2 separate regions of the Ovis aries genome follow, and region 1 is linked to region 2. Evidence: chromatin contacts called from public Hi-C data. All regions are on one chromosome and are shown on one strand. The core of a region is the stretch at or near the end of the contact, and the rest is flanking DNA. Distances in the headings are between cores, read along the strand shown. Region 1 holds the start of SRGAP1 (SLIT-ROBO Rho GTPase activating protein 1). Region 2 holds the start of LOC114113771 (anaphase-promoting complex subunit 15-like).

Region 1 (2,700 bases), core at 168-2,667, 360 kb after region 2:
AAGATGGCACTGAATTCCGGCCCATTATAGAGGAAGAGTCAGATTCCACTAGTCCTTTCTTGGTTTAACCGCCAGGCTTTTAGGGAGCTAGCTGTTTTATAGAAGGGGGACTCGCCCTGATAAATTAGTGATTAGTGCAAATGTCGCCAGTTTCCTGCACTCAAGGAAGCTCTAGACCACTTCGGGTCCAGACTTCAGAAAAATGACTCTTTAAAAGAAAAAAAAAATTACATGACAGTGTATCAATGGCTGTGACAATAGTATATTCTAAAAAACATAAAATAAAAAAAGATGCCGGTGATGATAACTGGGGGGGGGGGGAACCTCTGCTGCTGCCTACCTCCTATGTAAGCTGCCGCTGAAGGTGGTTAATTTAAACCCAGTTCTCCCCTACTGGAAGTGGCGAGCGGGCAGCGGGGGAGAGCCACCCGGTTTCCAGCTCCCCGTGGACCTGACGGGACTGGGACTGAGACTGGCTTGCGCGAAGCCCCGGATGGCTCAACCAGGCGCTCCAGTTGTCTCTCACCACCTTCCTCCAACGCAGACCCCCAAGTTAGAAACGCAACTCCCGGAGCACAATGACAAGAAAGCACACAAAAGGAGCAAGGCAGCCGCTCCCATCCGTACCTTTGACTTGACTTTCATACTCGGCGATGATCTCTTTGTCCTTTTTGAATCTGCTCGGAGTGGACATTATCCAGCTGTTCTGGGTTTGCTTTCAATGGGCAAGTTCTGTGAGGGGTCACCGACCAGTCAGTCTCCTCGGAGAAGCAGAGAGTTGTACTCCCAAATGCCGGGAACCCAGAAGCAGCACCGACGGGAGGGAGAGGAGGAGGAGGAGGAGGAGGAGGAGGGGAAAAAAAAGGAGCGAGCCGAGGACTAGATTAACCCGGGCGCTGGCACCATACTCTCGGGATCGAGCTGCCGTCGGCGATGCGGAGGGGCGCCCAGGGCTCGGGGCCGGAGGGGGCCGGAGAGGCCCGGCGCGCCGGCGAACTCCAGCAGGCGAGTGGCGGGGGGCGTCTCCCTGCCCACCCCACCCGGAGCCCGGCCACTTCCTCTACAGCCGCTGGGCGGACGCGGGGATCGCGCCGGCGCTCCGCACCATTGTTAGCCACCCGCACGGGGAGCGTGGGGCAGGGCCAGCCGGGGAGGGCGGGCGCCGCGACCCTCCCTTCCTGCTCAGCCGCCCGCTCCGGCGCTCAGGGGTCCCGCCCGGGCTGGGGATGCTGCTGCCGCTCCTCCGTCGGCACACACGGCTGCTACTGCCCCGGGCAGGGTAGAGGAATCGCAATCCTAAAACGAGTCCCGGGCGGCCGCCGCGAGGGCGGCTAACGCGCTGTAAGAACGCGTCCTGGGCGCAGCCCCGGCGGAGTTTAGGTTTCCACCGCCGGCGCCTCGCGGGGCCTCCGCCTCCCGGGCCACCGTGCGCCGAGACGGCCTCTTTCTCCCGGTCCCCCTTGCCGCTGCTGCCCCCAGGAGGCCGCCGGCTACCGGCACACCCGCACGCGCCCCTGGAGGAGCCGCGCCCCTGGCGGCCGCAAAGTTGCAGGCGCGCTCACGGCCCGCGGCTCCCCGGCGCCTGGGGAGTGAGCTGCGGGCGGCACCGGCCCGGGCGGCCGCGCCGGGCTCGGCGAGGCGGGGCAGGGCTCGCGGGAGGGGCCCGATCGACCTCTCTTCTCCACCCTCGCCCCGCTCCTCCCCACCGGCGCGGTAAGCAAGCGCGGCGCTTCTCCAGGAAGATGGATGCCTCTTGTGGCCAACCGCAGCCCGACCCTGCGTGCCGAGCCCGGCGGCCGTGGGCGACGCCCCCAGCGCCTCCCCGGCTTGCGTTGCCCCAGCCGCTGGAAAACCCCACCCGACCGGTGGGCAGTCTTCGAATCTGTGTGAGGGCTGTGGTGGGGCTCTTTTGAGTCCAGTGGGGAAAATCAGACTTTGGATGTCTCCATGAAAGAATAGGATGTTACTCCCAACCCCAGTAGAAATACTGGAGTCTGAATTGTCTTGGATGTTAAGAATAAAAATGTAAAAAAAGCTAAGCTATTCGATCAGGCAGAGAAAAATATCCATCTTGAGCACCGTATTCGCCCCATCCTAAAAGTAGCTAGAGAATGTCAGCATGGTGGGAAAGGCGTGGTGGGGAAACAGGTAGTACTTAAGATATCTCTGGGTTTGGGCGGACACATTTAGCGTTTGGGACCTTCTCCACTTCCCAGGGGCTCAGTGGTAAAGAATCCGCCTGCCTGTGCAGGAGATGCGGGTTCGATCCCTGAGTGGGGAAGATCTGGAGGAGGAAATGACAACCCACTCCAGTATTCCTGCCTCGAAAATTTCATGGACAGAGGAGCCTGGCGGGCTACAGTCAACAGCATGGAAAAGAGTTCGGTATGACTGAGCACGCACGCACAATGTCCTTCTCCAATATTACTGGCCTGATTTATCAAAGTGATTTGTCCAAAGGCGTGTCCGTATCAAATGGTGCTAGATCTAAACAGAGTAGGGACTTTGAGACTTTATTCATTCTTGTATCCAGTGATAAGATTTCTTACTGTAGGCCAACCACCAAATATGAACTAGGGACTCAAGAGAATTCTGCCCTAAAGGGTCTCAAGATCTATTGTTGTATAAATAAGTAATTACGGGCAGTACTGTAGAGCTGTAAGAGAGCTACTCCCTCTTTGGGAGCCTTGAGGAAAGAAA
Region 2 (2,700 bases), core at 17-2,516:
GAGGGATTGGGGGCAGGAGGAGAAGGGGACGACAGAGGATGAGATGGCTGGATGGCATCACTGACTTGATGGACGTGAGTCTGAGTGAACTCCGGGAGTTGGTGATGGACAGGGAGGCCTGGCGTGCTGCAATTCATGGGGTCGCAAAGAGTTGGACACGACTGAGCGACTGAACTGAATTTCATTTATTAGACAAATCTGCAAAGAGGAACTGCACCTCCAACTATTTAGTTACCTTGAAGAACAGCTCATAAAGGGGTGGCTAGATAAATGCTTTATTCTTTTGTCAGTTTTTATTTTTATTTCATTTTATTTTTTTCAGTCCTGTGTCTTTATTAAAGAAAGTTAGAAAGAGACTAGATCTGACAAACAAGCGGTGAGATGCTGGCTAGAAGGGAGTGGGCTGGGCTTAGGCCCTGGGGATTCAAGGGCAGACTGATGGCCTGGGAGGGACCAAGAAGATCAGGTCCTGGCAGCAGCTGAGGAAGTGCCTGAGGATGAGCATTCAGGCACTGGGGTGGGCCATGGAGGTGGGTGATCAGCTGGTTCTGCAGGGAGTCCAGGGCCGTCTTTGGACCCCTTTTCTTGAGACCACCTTTTCTGTCTACCTAGATCATCCACTGGTCCTGATCCTGTTCGTTGCCCTCCATGTCCGCCTCATTGACCTCCCCGTCATCAGGTGACTCATTGTAGTCATTCATCTCATCCATGTCCTGCATGTCCTCGTCATCCTCTGAGTCCTCTTCACTGTCCTCGTCGTCGTCTTCATCTTCCTCTTTGTCATAGTGCTCTGAGCCCGGCTTGCCAATAGGTACCAGGTTGTCGTCTTTCTCTGCAATTCTCTGGAGCGTGCCGGGAGGCGGCAGCCGGCAGCGACCCGGAAGCACTTCTTTCTCTTTTGTCAGCTTTTAAAATAGTGAGTTGTACAGCATCTTCCAGAGACATTGAGGAGTTTATAAAGAAATGTGTAAGAATTTATAAGGATTTCTGCCTCTTGCCTCTTAGCTTTAACCCCAAATCTGAATCAAAGCAGCCATTTTTTCCACTTACCATAGACACTTTCATATAAAATATTACAACCTTCCCTTATTTCTTCTTCATGGTTGATTTTTCTCTCTCGATTACTGTTAAGTCCTCTCCTCTACTTTTTTCCTTCCTCTCTTGTTTCTAATACCTTCCTCAGCAATTCTACTTTAGCCACTAAAATTCTTCCTACTATGGCCATACCACCCTGAATGCGCCCGATCTCGTCTGAAGTTCTTCCCATGCTTCAGGGAGCCAGTACCCTAGTGGTCTCTGACCCAATTTTGGAAAGCAGCATCTGAAAATATTTATTTTGATTGCTTTTACAACTAGTTTTTTTTTTTTTTTTTTCAGGCCGTTGCAAAGGAATACATAGAGGGGAAAAGTTCAGTATTGACACACTAATGGGGTGACCACAAAAAGCCCAACCACTTCATGAGCACACAAGACATTTAGCCAACTATAGCCAAGCAATGCTGAGTATATCCAGTGGATTACTCAGTAAGAAAAGCTACTCAGAACTGAAATCTTTCCAAGCATAATTTTACTGTAATTTTTTATTATTAGGTAGAAAATCATTCTCAGTCTATTTTCTGTAATTAGTCTATATAAAAACATCACATTAACTTCTGTTTTTTGTTTTTCTTTTAAGTAAGTTTAAGAAAAATAAATTTTTTTCCCATCCAAGTGAGAAAGAAAAAACATGCCATGTGACTTCCCAAGAAAGCCCTGTAGATAGAGTTTAGCAATTCTGCAATGCAATTATTTCATGGCCTTTTGCCTGAATAATTCTAAGCTGCTTCTCCAGAGGAAATGAGTCAGAAGAAATATGCTTGCTGTGTCCTTCTTCCTTGGGAGACTTCTCTTGATATCTTGTAGATCCATGAGGCTTCATTAAATGCAAGTCTTTTGACTTGTCTGCATATTTTTTCAATCTGATTTTGATAATCTGTTTCTAGGATACTTTAAATTTAAAACCATATGGTATGTGTAAGATATCAATGTTAGGAAATGAAGAGATGCAAATGTATTCTGCTTTCTGTAGCCCTGTACCTAATGTCAGACTCTGCCTGCTAATGCAGGAGACTCAGGTCCTGTCCTTGGATCAGGGAGATCCCCTGGAGAAGGAAATGGCAACCTACTTCAGTATTCCTGCCTGGAGAGTTCCATAAAGAAAGGAACCTGGTGGGCTACAGTCCGTGGGGTCACAAGAGTCAGACATGACTTAGGAACTAAACAACAAGAACCTAATATCAGCACCTGGGGGCAGGAGTCTGCCTGATGGTAGAACTCAGGGAGGGCCACAAAGGGTAGCTGTGTTGGGGTGCATTCTGAAAGAGAACTGCTTGGCTGTGCAGCGGCAACAGCAGAACATGCAGGATGGTGCTTGACACTGATCTTACAGAGGACTTTGGCTAACTTTGTCCCTTGGGAGCTTTGACAGGTCTTAGAAACTGTAGAGCAATTCCTCAATTCATTTAAATTTGAAAATTGATGTCTCATTTGATATGAGATTTATAATGACTCAGCTGATTAAACTTCTAGATGAGAGCTAAACTTATTTTTAGTGTGTCAAGGTCTGGCCATGTAGGACACCCTTTGACTCCACAGCCATCCTGGTTTCAGGCACTCCAGGCTAGACCAGTAGAGCAGTCGGTCCCCAAAGCAAAAGCAGAT

The links. A called contact is a pair of places that touch in the nucleus more often than the background predicts.
Region 1: a contact with region 2 is called in a Hi-C map of tail adipose tissue, with 5 times the contacts expected there. The contact joins the promoter of SRGAP1 here to the promoter of LOC114113771 in region 2. A contact is called at or near these places in 2 of 16 Hi-C or Micro-C datasets (liver and tail adipose tissue).

What each region holds. Positions count from the first base shown.
Region 1 is chr3:156,043,472-156,046,171 of ARS-UI_Ramb_v3.0, forward strand. SRGAP1 (SLIT-ROBO Rho GTPase activating protein 1) reads right to left here and starts at 1,418. Exons shown (of 22, transcript XM_027967491.3): 1 at 628-1,418. The coding sequence starts at 694.
Region 2 is chr3:155,685,770-155,688,469 of ARS-UI_Ramb_v3.0, forward strand. It overlaps LOC114113771 (anaphase-promoting complex subunit 15-like), which reads right to left and starts at 1,267. Exons shown (of 2, transcript XM_042247341.2): 1 at 1,175-1,267; 2 at 314-905. The coding sequence starts at 1,267. The coding sequence ends at 609.